2 separate regions of the Muntiacus reevesi genome follow, and region 2 is linked to region 1. A link is a contact called in public Hi-C data. All regions are on one chromosome and are shown on one strand. Each heading gives the region's core, a stretch centred on a gene start, on an enhancer-like site or on the middle of the called end of the contact. The rest is flanking DNA. Distances are from core to core; before and after follow the strand shown. Region 1 holds the start of FHIP1B (FHF complex subunit HOOK interacting protein 1B). Region 2 holds the start of TIMM10B (translocase of inner mitochondrial membrane 10B).

The links. A called contact is a pair of places that touch in the nucleus more often than the background predicts.
Region 2: a Hi-C map of blood shows a contact between it and region 1, with 5 times the contacts expected there. The contact joins the promoter of TIMM10B here to the promoter of FHIP1B in region 1. A contact is called at or near these places in 2 of 3 Hi-C or Micro-C datasets (blood and muscle).

What each region holds. Positions count from the first base shown.
Region 1 is chr9:44,159,847-44,167,065 of mMunRee1.1, forward strand. It overlaps FHIP1B (FHF complex subunit HOOK interacting protein 1B), which reads right to left and starts at 4,568. Exons shown (of 12, transcript XM_065943821.1): 1 at 4,476-4,568.
Region 2 is chr9:44,387,919-44,395,137 of mMunRee1.1, forward strand. It overlaps TIMM10B (translocase of inner mitochondrial membrane 10B), which reads left to right and starts at 4,335. Exons shown (of 3, transcript XM_065944622.1): 1 at 4,335-4,425; 2 at 4,624-4,719; 3 at 4,907-6,733. The coding sequence starts at 4,384. The coding sequence ends at 5,119. It overlaps ARFIP2 (ADP ribosylation factor interacting protein 2), which reads right to left and starts at 4,220. Exons shown (of 8, transcript XM_065944621.1): 1 at 4,087-4,220; 2 at 3,142-3,282; 3 at 2,790-2,886; 4 at 1,699-1,817; 5 at 1,301-1,522; 6 at 607-764; 7 at 285-459. The coding sequence starts at 3,240.

The sequences.
Region 1 (7,219 bases), core at 3,318-5,817:
CAAAGGGCCAGGGCCACGTAGTCACCATAGGGCCCCGAATTCAGACTTACAGGCACACTCAGCAAGGGTGTCCGCCAAGAGCAGGAACAAGGTAGGAAATGGCTCAGCCTCACTTATGAACCTTTGCCCTGGGAGAGGCAAAGAGAGGGAGAGAGTTGGGGGCAGGGATACACCTGTAACACCTACAGCTGACAGAGACCAAACAACCTTCTAAGAACAGGTCAGTGAAGTTCTAAGGCTTCTCATCCCCTTACAAGGGCTCGTCCTAGGCTCTGCCTTTTACTGACCTAAGAGGCAGCAATGTGCTGTTACCCTAGATGCTTAAAGTGGGAAGATCTGACTAAAACCTCATAGGAATACAAAAGGAAAAAACAAACAAACCCCACCTCTTAAGAGCCTGCAATCTAGAGCTCAGATTACACATATCAATCTCTGCTTGTCTATCCCTCAGCCTATACCTATAAAACAAATGGGATATCAGTGAGTGGTCCCAACTCACTCCTCCTCTCCCCAGTAGCACCTCTGCTTCTTGCAGGCATCTCCCCACCTGACTCCAGCAGAGCCCTCATAACACAACGTGAACTCTATCACATGTTGACTCCCCTTACCAAAGTAAATCCCATGTTGTACATGGCTTTCTCCCTCCTTGCAAAGACGGTTGCACCCTCTTTGTGGGAGAGGGTGACAGTGAAGTCAAAGAGGAGGTACAACTGAACCAGATCCTAATGGATGAGAAAAGTTCACTGGGCAGAGAAGAAAAGGCATTCCCAAAAGAGAAAGGAGTAATTACAAAGATTCCAAGGCTCAAAAAAGTAACATGTTTGTTAGGGAGCTGTGAACAATTTATTCAAGCTAGAATACAGAGTAGAGAGTGGCAGGAGATGAGGCTAGACATGAGTCAAGGCCAAATGATGCCATATTAAGGAATTTGGATGTTATCCTACAGAAGACAAAGAGCCAAAATTTTTAAGCATAAGAGCTCCATGATTAAATTTGTATTTTTAGAAAGATCATTCCAGGGACGGATTAGAAAAGAGCAAGTCTGATACATATACTACTATGTATAAAATAGATAACTAGTAAGAATCTACTGTATGGCACAGGGAACTCTCCTTACTGCTCTATGGTGACCTAAATGGAAATTCAAAAAATATGGGATATATGTATGGCTGACTCATTTTGCTGTACAGGAGAAACTGACACAGCAGTGTAAAGCCACTATACTCCAGTAAAAAAAATAAATAAAAAATAATAAAAATTAAATGACCGAAGAAAGGTCTGAAGGCAGGAGACTATCCTGGGGAAAAAGTCCAGATAAGAGATGAGAAGGAAGTAAACTAAAGCCTTATCTGTGAAGATATAACAGAGGAGATGAAGAAAACAGAGATAATATAAAAGGAACTGTATTAAGATTTTAGTGACTGACTACATAGAGGGGGTGAAGGAGCAGAAAGATGGAAGATGACACTGAAGTTCTTGCCTGGACTGCTATATACCATATGGTACAAAAGCAGACATTCAAAGCAAAGACAATGAGTCCTGTTTTGAACATGTTAACTATGATACCTGTGAAGATATACAGGAGATCACTGAGTAAATATGACCGGAACACAGAGAGAGACTAAGACTAGATACAGAGAAGTAATCATCTAATTATGATATATTTTTACATTTCACATTCTCTCTCTAAATTGAAATTATCTTTTCATGTGTCCACCTCTCCCAATGAGATTGAAAATTCCTTGAGACTTCAGAGGACCACATCTTATTTATTGACATCTTGTTATCTCATAAAATGTGAGCATCACAAGGGCAGACTATATGCTGAAGTATCTACTGAATGAATAAATGAATTCATAAATGAATGAATTTGTCCTCCCAGCACTTAGCAGAGTGCTGGCACACAGCAGAGGTGGACTAAATGGTTACACACAGCATTCCAAACATGTTTCTATCTCTACATCATCATCCTCATCTATGTTTCATTTTCTCAGATCTATCACTCAGCTGTATATCATAAAGCAAAACCCATTACACGTAAAGCACTACAATTCAACAGAGATTCAGTATAGCAAACAGTAAGCTTACCAACCTAGTGCTTTCTCCAGAACAATCAAGAATGCACAGTCCCTAAGAACCCTCTGACATATGACTTGAGTGACCTACCATTATCACAATGTGACCCAAGTATTATGGACAACTGTTCCTGTTTTTGCCACATTATTAAACAAAACCTTCAAACCTATGTCACCCTCAAAGTCTCTTTCACCTCTCTTGGAAACAGAACAACTACAAATCATAAAAAAAATATTTTGCCAGTATAATGTCCTCCATGTATCACAACCCTTCTTATAAATCACATGCTTTTTATTCCACATCACCTTCACTCTTTGTTACAAACTTTTTTCCACCCCAAGTCACTCTCATGAGACCAAATCTGGAGTCCAGACTTTCTCTGGCTCCCCAGTTTTGATTCTCCATCTATAAAAAGAGAATTCCTGCCCTTATATACTTCACAGGGAATCTATATAATTCCAGCAAAACCTGAGATCCGTATCAGACAGTAATTCTGAGGAAGCAAGTGCAGTATGCTTCCTCAACATAATACAGCAGCCACACCATCATCCCTCTAAATTTCTGAATTTCATGAACCAGTAGAAATAGATTTTAAAGTTTTTAAAATAGGATCATTACTTTCTATTTTGACAAATAGATCAGTTTTTTAAAACCTATCACTTACTGTCACCATTACTTCATCAGCGAGGAAGCACTTTAACACCAGAAGACTAGGAATGATAATCTAAGAATAAATTTATCTTTATGGAAAACTCATGTTCCATATGTTTTCTTTCTCTCCTTCCACCTTGAACAGATGAAAACTTTACCATAGACTAGCACTGTTTTTAACCCAACGTTTATGAATCACTGCCCTAAAACTCTTTCATTATACATGTACGTTTCATAGGGTTCTGTCTAGGTAAGATTGCCAAAGGTCCCACTACCATGAAAATCTGCTAGGTCTTCAGAGAGAAGCAAAGAAAACATACCACAGAATCATTGTTTCTGAGGCTCAAATTCTTCAATAGAATGGGGACTTGGGCTGCTCCTAATTCTCAGAGAATGGTCTGTATAGGGAAGGTGTACCTCTTCCTGAGGTTGGGAAGGTATCTGCTCTGTGGCAGACTGTCAGTAAAGAAGGAATTTTGATAGTGTGGAAGTGGCAATTATCTGACTGCCAACCCAGCTTTCTAGAACATTCAAAATTTCCATGTGCATGTGGGTTGGCAGGGAACATGGGACCTGTAAAATGCTAATAAAGTGAACCAATTAACATGTCGTGAAGGGAGGAATGATTTCAAAGGGATAAGAGAAAAACTTTTGAGGGTGGTAGAAATGTTCAGTATCTTGAAAATGGTGATGGTTTCACAGATGTAAACATATGTCAGAACCCTCATCAAACATGTACATTTTAAATATGAGTAGTTTACTGTACATAAATTAGTTTTAATTTAACTGTACGTCATCCTGTTTGGAAGTCTAAATACAGCGTTGTATGTAACAAGCCATATTATTTTCATGAAAGTAGAATTAGCAACTTTAAGCAGCTAGTCCAATATATAAGGCAAGCGTCAAAGCCCCACAGCTCAGCACAGATAAGGAACAGCAGTGGAGTAAGGCTGCCCAGAATCAGGTGAAGAGGAAACAAACACAGGCAGTTATAGCCAAAAAAAATCTCTGTGACAGGGAACATCACCAAGTCTGCAGTCCCAAGGAATAACTTGAGGAAACGAGGAATTCCAATGATGACTCTGTTAAACAGTAAGTCTCTAAAATGATTTTCACTACCATTGTTACTGTTGTCCACGACACCTTCATGTTTCGATCCTCCAAAATATGTACAGCCTATCAAGCAGAAGAGCGAAGTGCACAACATTTCCACCCAAGCTATCCTACTCAACCTAAAACTATTGCTCTCTCTGGGCAGGACACTCCATTCAGAACCGACCTCTCATCTTTATCGAGGTCTCACAATCCTCGTTCCTCCCTCCATGCCCTGCCCTCAGCTTCCTCCTGATTCACCAGCTGTCCGCATGTTCCCGCCTTACCCCTGTCTATTCTCCCTCCCAGCACAGGCCTCAACCCCTCCTCACTCTGGTCCCAGGGCTGTCCCTCACTCCTGCCCACAGGAGCCCCAGCTCCTCACTAAACCGTGTTCACAAGTCCCTTTCACTTGGCCCCTCAGAAAGCATCCCGGCCCTTCATACAACCCAGCTCCTTACTTGCCCACTCACCCGAGGCTCTAATCTTGCTCCCCTACCTTAGACACTCACACCCGGCCCCTCACCACATTCCAGCCCCTCACCCTGTCCCCTCACAACGAGGGCAGTCACCAAACCCGGTGCCGTCATTCCCCAGTCCCTCATTCCCTCTCGCGCCTTTCCGGGCTCTCTGGCCCTTACTTAGTGTTCACTCACAGAACCCCGACCCTGACCAGGCCCGATCGCCACCGCGGTGCTAGGTGAGTTCAGGCCGCCATCACTCCTCAGGCGCACCAGCCGCGCCCCGCCCCGCGCCACACGCAACTCGCGCCCCCGCGCACCACACGTAACCGCCCAGCGACGCACCGCTGGGCAGCGGCGTGCCAGCTCATTGGCTGGACCGGGCCAAAGCCAGAGCGTCGATGCTTGTTTCCTGGCAACGGCTGAGCGCAGGGGCGGGGTCGCCGACGGCATTCCGAGCAAGGAATACCGCCTCTTCCCCCCAGGTTCCGCCCCCTCGCACTTGCAAACCCCGCCCTTCTGAAGGACTCCCGCGTGTCACAGGGGAAGACCTCTGGGGAGGAGGAGGCCCGCGGGGTGGAGGCGGAGCCTGAGGAGGAAAGGTCAAACCAGAGGGCAGAAGGCGGGACCTAAAGAGCGACGTGACTAAAAGAGGCAGGGAAAGGCCGGGGGGCGGGGCTTAGGACAGCGATTCGGATAAAAGAGTGACTAACGTGGTAGGGGCGGGGTCACGGGTCCTAAAGGCGCTTACAGAGGAAGAGGGGGCGTGGAGGGGGTGGAGCTAACGTTGGGGGGTAGGTCTAAGGGAAGAAGTTAGCAGGTGAGCTGGACCTGCGGAAAAGCAGAACCTTAGAGAAGGCAGGCAGAGAGTGGTCTAGCTCATTTCTTGAAGTACCTGCGGGAACGGCTTGGATAGGACCCAGGAGATGACCGCACTTCGTTGGCTCGCCAACACCTGCTACCTTGTGATACCTTGGGCACTATCGTTTTCAGTCTCTCAAGGAACATGGAGTAAGCGCCTCCTTTCCAGGCAGAATTCCAGATCAATTATAACCAGTCTCTGCCCTTCGGGATCTCAGCCTTTATAGACAATTGCAAGTGCAATTGCCATCGAGGAGCAGTACTCCTCACACAACACACATCGAGGAGCAGCACTCCTGACACAAAACAAGTGTTATGCGTGTTCAGAGAATGAGGGGGAAGAAGAGCAAACGGGCCTAGGAAAGCCGTCTAGGAGAAGATAATGTCTGAGCAGTCTTTAGAAACAAGCAAGAGTAACATTGAGAAATGAAAGTTTCAGATAAGGTCTGCAGTTTAGTTGCAAATATTGTATCGATGTTAATTCCCTGGATTTGATCACTGTGCTCTAGTTAAGATGATAACAGGGGAACACGAGTAAGGAGTTTACAAGGACTTTCTGTCCTATTTTTGCAATTTTGTAAGCCTACAATTAGTTCAAAAGAAAAAGTAATGGAAGTTTCAGCAAAAAGGATCAGCACATAACAAGGCAAGAAAGAATGGACAACATGTGGGAGGTACTCTGAAAACTGTCATTAGTACAGCTTATCTGGAGCCTAGGGAACATGCAGAGGAAACACTGTGAGATGAGGTTGAAGACATGGACAAAGCTTTGTAGACAATGTTAAGGAGTTTGGATTTTCATCCTTGGGATAATAGAGAACTATAAAAAAAAATGTTATGATCAGATTGATAAGATCCAAATTGGAATAGTAAGGATGTAGAAAAAATGGATATGTGGTTATTAGGTCACCAGGGCTTCATGTTTGGATGAATATGAGAGAAAGTAAGAGGAAAGATTAAAAACTAGACTGGTTTGCCATTTCCTTCTCCAGGGGATCTTCCCAACCCATGGATCCAATTCCCATCTCCTACATTGGCAGGCAGATTCCTTACCACTGAGCTACCTGGGAAGCAAATACAAGCACAGGAAAAACTAAATGATAGGATTAAGTGTCAGCTAGTGATCACTGTTGGAGAAGTGCTGCCTAGAAGAGGGCAAAGTGGGGCTCTTGATGTGAGTACCTATTACCTGACTGTGTTCACTCTATGGAATTCATCAAGCTGTGTATTTAGGAAGTATGTACTTTTCTATATGTATGGTCTAGTTACTATGCGCTGAATGCATGAGAAGTCACTTCAGTCATGTCTGACTCTTTGCAACACTATGAACTGTAGCCTGCCAGGCTCGTCTGTCCATGGGATTCTACAGGCAAGAACACTGGAGTGGGTTGTCATGCCCTCCTCCAGGGGATCTTCCTGGCCCAGGGACCAAACCTCCTCTCCTGGGACTCCTGCACTGCAGGTGGATTCTTTGCCGCTGAGCCACCAGGAAAGTTCTCTGGTTACTATGCTATATAACAAATCATCCCAAACTTAGTAGGGTAAAATAACGGTCATTTTATTATGCTCACAGATTCTGGGAATTCATATAAGACAGGACAAGAATGGCTTATCTCTGTTCCCTGATGTCTGGGACCTCATCTAGAAAATTCAAACATCTGGGGGTGACTTGAGGCTGGTGACTGAAATCATCTGGAGGCTTCTTCACTCACATGTCTGATGCCTGAGACAACTGGAATAACTTGAAGGCTGAGCTCAGCTGAAACTGTCAAAGTACAGGCACATGACTGTTCCTGTGGCTTGAGCTTCTCACAACATGGCAGCCAGGTTGTAAGAGGCACCATCCTGAGAGAGCTTCTGGACAGTGAGTGTTCTAAGAAAACCAGAAGGAAGCTGCTTGGCCTTTTAGGATCTAGTCTCAGAAGCCACACATCACTCCTGCTTTACTCTATTGACTAAAACAGTCACAAGGAAGGAAAATCAAAGAATTTTTGAACATTTTTTAAAACTGTCACAATATTATACAATTGTAATAGTAACAATACTGGTGCTAAGTGTTTTGGCTGAAAGGCCAGTGA
Region 2 (7,219 bases), core at 3,085-5,584, 230 kb after region 1:
AGGAGAAACCTAACGTGACTGGCTGGGCCGGGGGTTCTGACACCTAAGCTCAAGGGTGGTTTTTTCCCAGTTGTGTTCCTGGGATCAGCAGCCAAATCCTCTAATAGAAAAGGGCCAGGGATCAGAGGGAGAGTGACAGGGAAACGTCCAGGGATTGAGTGGGCTGGAGGATGTTCCCACTCCTTAGCCAGGATGCATTTCCCCATTCAGTGATGGGGAGTTTGAGGGGAAGGTCAGTGGTACAGATGGAAAGGTGAGCTGGGTCAAAGGGGTGGGGTTAGCACCTTGTTTTCTTCCAGGAACTTCAGCTTGATGGCCACATCTCCCCGCAGCTTCTCATATTTGTCCCGATGGGCCTGGAAAGTGGCCTGGGCACTCTCGAGTCGACCACGCGTCCCTGCATCCCGGGGGCCTAGGCTCAGCTCCTCTAAGTCTGTCCGGTAGGCATCATATTCCAGCCTGGGGAGGGGGTGATATGGGCTGGTCTCCACCCCTTTGCCCTCCACACATACTCTCCTACTTTTCTCAATTCTCTTGCCCCTAAGGCTCAAGCTTTCACCCATGCCAGCCAACTCCCAGAACCCTAGGCCCTGCCAGTGCCCACACCTGGCAGCCTCATACTGTTTGACAGTCATGAGAGTGTCTTCCATGGTCTTGGTTACCAATGTGTTGATGCTAGAGACAAAGAAGTTCACAGCCCCTAGCAATGTCTCTCCGTTCTTGCACAGCAGCTTCTGCGTCTCTGCATTGTAGCCAAATTCCTCCTGCGGGCAGAAGGAAGGGACAGGCCTTGAGTAACAGTCACCACCTGACTGGAGCTAAAGGGCCCGTCCTCCCCCTCCTCTCCCGAGAGGAAACAGCCAATGACACTGGGACAAGTCAGGACTGCCTCCAGCAAGGCTCTCTCTGCCAGAAAGTTAGTGGGGCCACCCTGGGGCAGGAATGTGGGAGTGGGGGGGGTCTCAGATAAGTTCACAGGACTGGAATAGGGAAAGCTAGTGCAGCAGGCAAGGGAGGGGCTCTGATTAGGCTGAGCACAGAAGGCATTCTCGTCAACGCAGAGAAGGGTTACTCCTGAGGCACCTGCTGTGCCGCCTCCCCCACCGCCGCCCACTCTGGACCTCTGTACAAACCCTTAGGCTGCCTCCACAGGTGAGTGCTGCTGGGGGCGGGGCTGGGCCCACCCTGGAGGGGTTCTCCCTCTGGGCTGCTGGAGGGAGGGAGGGAGGGAGGCTGAGGGGTGACTGCCTGGGAGGGCCTGGGCCCAGCCCCCCCACCCTCTTTGGCCTGACCGAGGCACCTGGAGCTCTGGGGACTTCTGGCTGAGGTCAGCAAAGGCGTCCCCCAGTGCATGCTGGGTCTGCAGCAGGCTGTAGAGGTGGGCTGTCAGCGCCCGGCCCAGCTGCAGGACACTCTCATACTTGCGCTTCGTCTCACGCAGCAGCTCGATCTGCAGCTCCAGCTCCAGGTCCACAGTCCGGGAGCCTCGGCCAAATCGCTCTGATAACAGCTGCTTTGTGCACTAATGGAAAGTGGGGGAGCAGGTCAGAGACCCTAGCATGCTGCCCCCGCAAAAGGCACCTGCCCCAGCATCCCCAGGCTTCCGAGTCTCAGCCATAGCTGGGATATTAGGATCTGGAAGATGGGGAAAAGGTACCCAGGGCAGTTTGGGGGAAGGGAGAGGTGCTTGAATCCCACCTTGTATGTATTGATGCCCCATTTCTTGACGATGTCGAACTTCTCTCCAGCGATGCCCCGAGCCACCTCATCTCCAGGGCCAGCAGGAGTAGCATTGTGAGATGGATGGCGGCCAGACCCTAAAGGACCAAGTTCTCTGACACCAGTCTCTCTCAGATACAATCAGAAACCTCTGTGGTTCCCCCCACACTCCCCTCCCAGCACATGAAAATGACTTCCCTGAAGGAGCAGAAGCTAGAGACAATTAGATTCTCTTGGTCACTAGGAGGAACTTATACATTGTGCCCTGAGACCCAAATCCCAATACATGTTGGCCTCTTCTTAAAGAGAGGGTTGGAAAAGGGGGAAAGAGGGAGTGGCATGTGTACAGGGGTAGAGGAAACAGCAGGAAGTAGGCCCAGTATGGGTGACTGATCATGGATGGTGAGTCCGGCAAACAGAAAACCCGGTTGACAATTCCCACGTTGATTCTAGTCAGTGTGAGATTCACAACTGTTTGTTCTTCTAAACGTTAAGAGTCAAATTAAAGCTCTGAGAAGCCTCACAAAGTTCCAAATCAGATTCAGTCTCTAGAGCAGGTTAGGGGGAAGGAGAGCTGTGAAACAGAGTTCTTTGCTTGTCTTAGGTACTGACAGCAGGGGAAGGTACAAGTGGGGCTAAACTGCAAGTGGGAGCAGAAGGCCAACTCTGGGAGCTGGTTTTGGGCTGAGATTCCATTAGGCTCATACTAGCAGAGGTTCCAAGGATCTCCAAACAAAATGCAAGCCTTCTTAGACATAGTCTATGCCCCCATAATCTAGGGCTTCCCTGGTGGCTCAGACGGTAAAGAGTCTGCCTGCAGTGCAGGAGACCTAGGTTCGATCCCTGGGTCAGGAAGATCCCCTGGAGAAGGAAATGGCAACCCACTCCAGTATTCAAGCTTGGAAAATCCCATGGACAGAGGAGCCTGGCAGGCTACAATCCACGGGGTCTCAAAGAGTCAAACACGACTGAGCGACTTCACTTTGAACTTTGAACTTTTGATGCTCCCTGGAACCATCCCTTCTCCCCATCTCCACTCAAGCACCCTGTCCTGTTCTGATCATTCATACCTGTGGGGATGAGTCCATCACCAGAGCCCCCATAGCCACCAGACACAATGCTGGTTTCATTGAGGTTGGGTCCTGACACCATCACCTGCTGGAGGTCCTATAGGCCAGAGAAGAGGGGGCTTCAGGAACATAGGGGCAGCTGAAGCATTTTGGGGGTGAAAACAAGCTTGGATTGAAGCATCATAGAAAGAGCACACAAGGGAAGTCTGCACAAAATCAGAACAAAGATTTGTAAAAAGACTGAAGGGAGTTAGGTAAGTTAGGGGAAGGTTACTGGAACAGAGGTGAGAGTTCAGGGTTTATGAGTTGAGATTCCTCAATTGAAACAATATGAAGAATCAAACAGAAGCACCTGCTCCAGCCCATCATCCTCAGGAAGCTGCCCAGCTTCACCGTTCCCATGGATGGGGATCTCCATTGTGGCTGCCTTCCCTAGGATCCCGTCCGTCATGGCGAGCGAAGGGACTGGAGTCAAGTTCTCCACCCCAGCGCCCTGCAAAGCCCAACACAGACAACTCTGGAAACTGGCCAGTACTCCAAAGAGGAAGGTCTCCCCTACCACTTAAGAGGTTGTCCCAGGGCTTCAGGATTCTGGGGTTTGACCACCATTCTTCCCCAAACTCTATGTATTTCTTCCCTCCAAGGTGCATATTTGTACACAGGCAAACCCAGGCCTCAAGTGTACCTGACCTGAGGTCACGTCCCCATGAACCCCTCACCCTACCAGAACTCCGCTGATCATTCACGCATTCAATCACTCCACATACATTTAATGAGTGCCTACTATGTGTCACACACTATCTCGGACCATGGAGATACAGCAGCGAACAAGAGAGAGAAAGTTTGTGTTCTCAAGAAGCTCATCCCCATGCAGGTGTTTCTCCCCATCAGGAGATTAACCCCTTTCCCCGAGCTCAGGTGTCTACTGCCATTCAGTTATGTTCACCACTGTTTGGCTGTTCACGCTCCTTTCGTGTTTCTTCCCCTTTCCAGCAGGTGGTCTTCCCCTCCTCCATCCCATGCACCTCATCTTCCTCGGGCCCTGCCCCCCGAGGCCTTAGTTGAATCAGTTGGTCTAAGTTCTTGACCTCTGGGAAAAACCTCTTTTTTCCCAGGACATAGGTAGGTGATCCCTTCCAAAGTCAGTTTAGTTTCTCCAGGTGTGTAAGTCTCCGCCCTCCCCCCATACACCTGGGCATCAGGTGTGTCCTCATCCTTCCCCAGGGCTCAGAGGCATCTTGCCCTCTGGTCAGGTTCGTGCATTCAACTTGCACTCGCCCATGCATGTCCCTCTCACCTCGGGCCGGGCCGCTCTTCCCCTCAGGGCGCCAGGCCCGGGCAGCGCGGGGACCTCCGGCTCCAGTTCCCGTCGCGATCCTAGCAGCAGGTCAGGGACTCGGCGGAAGTGACGTCCCCACCCGGGCAGAAGAAGCCGGCCACGTCGCAGATTATGAGGGCGGAAGTGACGTTAACATCTGGGGCAGGGCGATCCTGGAGCCAACCCTTCTGTCCCTAGGGAGCTACGAGACGTCACTTCCGGGGCGTTACCGAGAGGCTGAAAAGGAAATAACCTAGAGCTCACGCTGGTGGCGTGATGGAGCAGCAACAACAGCAGCAGCAGCAGCAATTGAGAAACGTGAGTGGGAGCTAAGTCGCTTTAGGGGCATGCGTTCAACTAGCATCTTGTTTGCATATCGGGAACCCCAAATAGCCAAGCATCTGAGGGCTGGGAAAGTCGGGCCGTGGGGCGCGGTCCTGGGAAAGCTCGGGCGGCGCGGCCTTGAATTAAAATGTGGCCCCTCTTTGCTGAGTTCCTTGTCCCCCTTCCTCTCAGCTGCGGGACTTCCTTTTGGTCTACAATCGGATGACGGAACTCTGCTTCCAGCGCTGCGTGCCCAGCCTGCACCACCGAGCTCTGGATGCTGAGGAGGTTAGGTGGGGAACTGAGTAGGGGAATTACCCTCGATCCTCAGAGTTAACAGTATACTGCTTCTGTCTTTCGCCGCTTCCCCTACCTCTGGCCCCGGCCTTTCTATGACCCTCGCCCCTAGGCTGGCGTTACGGCAGGACCTGACAGGACTCCTTTGACTTCTGCTTCCATCCTGTCTTCCTTCTAGGAGGCCTGTCTGCACAGCTGTGCCGGGAAGCTGATCCATTCTAATCACCGCCTCATGGCCGCCTACGTGCAGCTCATGCCTGCCCTGGTACAGCGCCGCATGGCAGACTACGAGGCTGCCTCAGCTGTGCCACATGCTGCTGCTGAACAACCCGAAACCTCACCATCCGGCAGCTCGCCATCCGCAAACCTCGGGAAAGGAGGCGCTGGATGAAGCCTCGAATTGAAGGAGCCAGTGGACCTAGGGCTGGGTGCAGCCTGTGTATAGCTAGTGAGGAGTTGTCTGAGAGATGGGTACTGTTGCTCCTTTTCCTGGAGCTAATAAACCCACTTTTCCTCTGTTTGGTTTATATTCTGGGCAAGGAAGTTTTGCCCCTATTGTTGGCACCATCTTTATTGTTCTGTCAGTTAGTGCTTCAGCCCTGGAAGCAGAGAAATTGCCTTCTGTATGTAGAAGGAAAACCAGGCATCTGGTTAAAGCAAGAGCTGAGGGTACAATTTTAAGACTGGCAATAGCAACAAGTTGGTTGCCCCGATGATAGAAAATGGGAACTCTATCTAGCTGTCCTTAAATCTGTCTGACTGAAATGGCTCGCTTGGAGATATCTTGGAAAACAGATTAAGAATCCACAGGGCTTTTAGGCATTACCTCCTGGGAAGTCAGTAGCCTCAGACAGAGATGAAACCTGTAAGAATTCAGGGGTGTTCTGGAACATCAACCACTTCCTCAAGATGTTACTCACTTAATATTTTCTGTCTTCTTAGGATGAGCAGTTAAGTCTTTAAATAAAGAAAATCTGTGTTCTTGTCTTCAGAAGCAGTCAGGAAGGGGAAAACTTGTGAAACCATGTTCTGCAATACACTCAGACTTGAGGGATAAAAACCTAAGGGAGAAGTAGGTAATGATGCTTATGGAAAGAAAAGGGAGGAAAGTAAAATCTTCAGGACTTCTTGAATGTCACCTTATGTCTCACTTCCTGCCTGTAATCTCCTAATTCCATCTCTTCCTCCACCCCTACCTGTTCCCACTGTGCCTGTTCTGCGATTTCTAATGCCATCCCCTCTGCTCTTTCCTTATTATTGCCCTCCATGGAATTTACTTCTGTATTCAACAATCTGAGTGACCTATCACTCCATCACTGAGTTTTCGTGCCATTCTTGTGTCCTTTTTGTGTCATTCTAGCTGTTTTAACTTTTCTTCTGTTCCTCCATATCAGGTGACCATGTTTTATTTTTAAAATGGAAGTAGTTCTTAGACATTGGCTCCCACGGTAGCCATTTTTTTTAAAAGTACAACCACCCACAAAGCAGATATTTTCACCCCTGTACGTATCAGGATGTTGAAATTTCTCTAGTAGCAGACCATGTCTGAAAATGCAGATCTGACTTTAAAATCCATGTTTTCTTTACTCCACCAGGCTGCCTTTCAAAATATCTTTTGAGTACCCATTTTGTATAGGTTCTGATGTAGGTATTACCTTCACTCAACAGGTGAGGAAGCAAGAATCCATTATGTACCAGAAGCCCACCTTATACACAGTTACCTATGGAGAAAAGTAGCTCTCTTTATTGGAACAAATCTTGTACAGGTTTATTAAGAACCTTTCTTAACAAAAAAGTTGTTGACCGGGAACTTTCCTACTGAGTGGCCTAATGTTTGCCTAATTAAGTATCTTGGAAAGTATACATGCAGGTGAAACCACTTGTGAATTTCCCAAGTCCCAAAGATGGGAACAGGGACCTGGAGTACTGTGGTGATGGTCGAAAGATTCTTCCACATCAACACTTATGTAATAAATGTTGCAATAAACTTCCGATGTGAATTGTATGTGTTCCCATGTCACATAATTGAGTAATTGCTGGAGAAGGGTTAACAACACAGATCTATCTGACTCTTAAAGCCTATGTTCTCTTTTTGTCCTTTGCTGGGTTCTTAGTTCCTTAACCAGGCAGTGAACCCCTGACCATAACTACTAGACAACCAAGGAATTACCAAGTCTATATTCTTCGAACTTCCAAAGTGGGTATTTGTTTGCTCATCTGTAGTCATCCTTTCCCTAGGCATGGAAAAATAAGTGTTTCTCAGTCTGATCCATGAGTTAGTTCCTTAACCTTTCAATCTCTTCTGTGTATAAATATGTTCAGTACTTATGAAAAGAACCTTACTCCTACTATCCATCTTCTATTGTCACTGAAGCCTCCCTCAGGTCTTGGCATAAAAAGTGTTAGCCATTGGCATAATGAAAGCAATGTGACATTTCAAGCACAACACAATGATAAACATTGATAAAGCTTTATCATTTTTTCACAAACA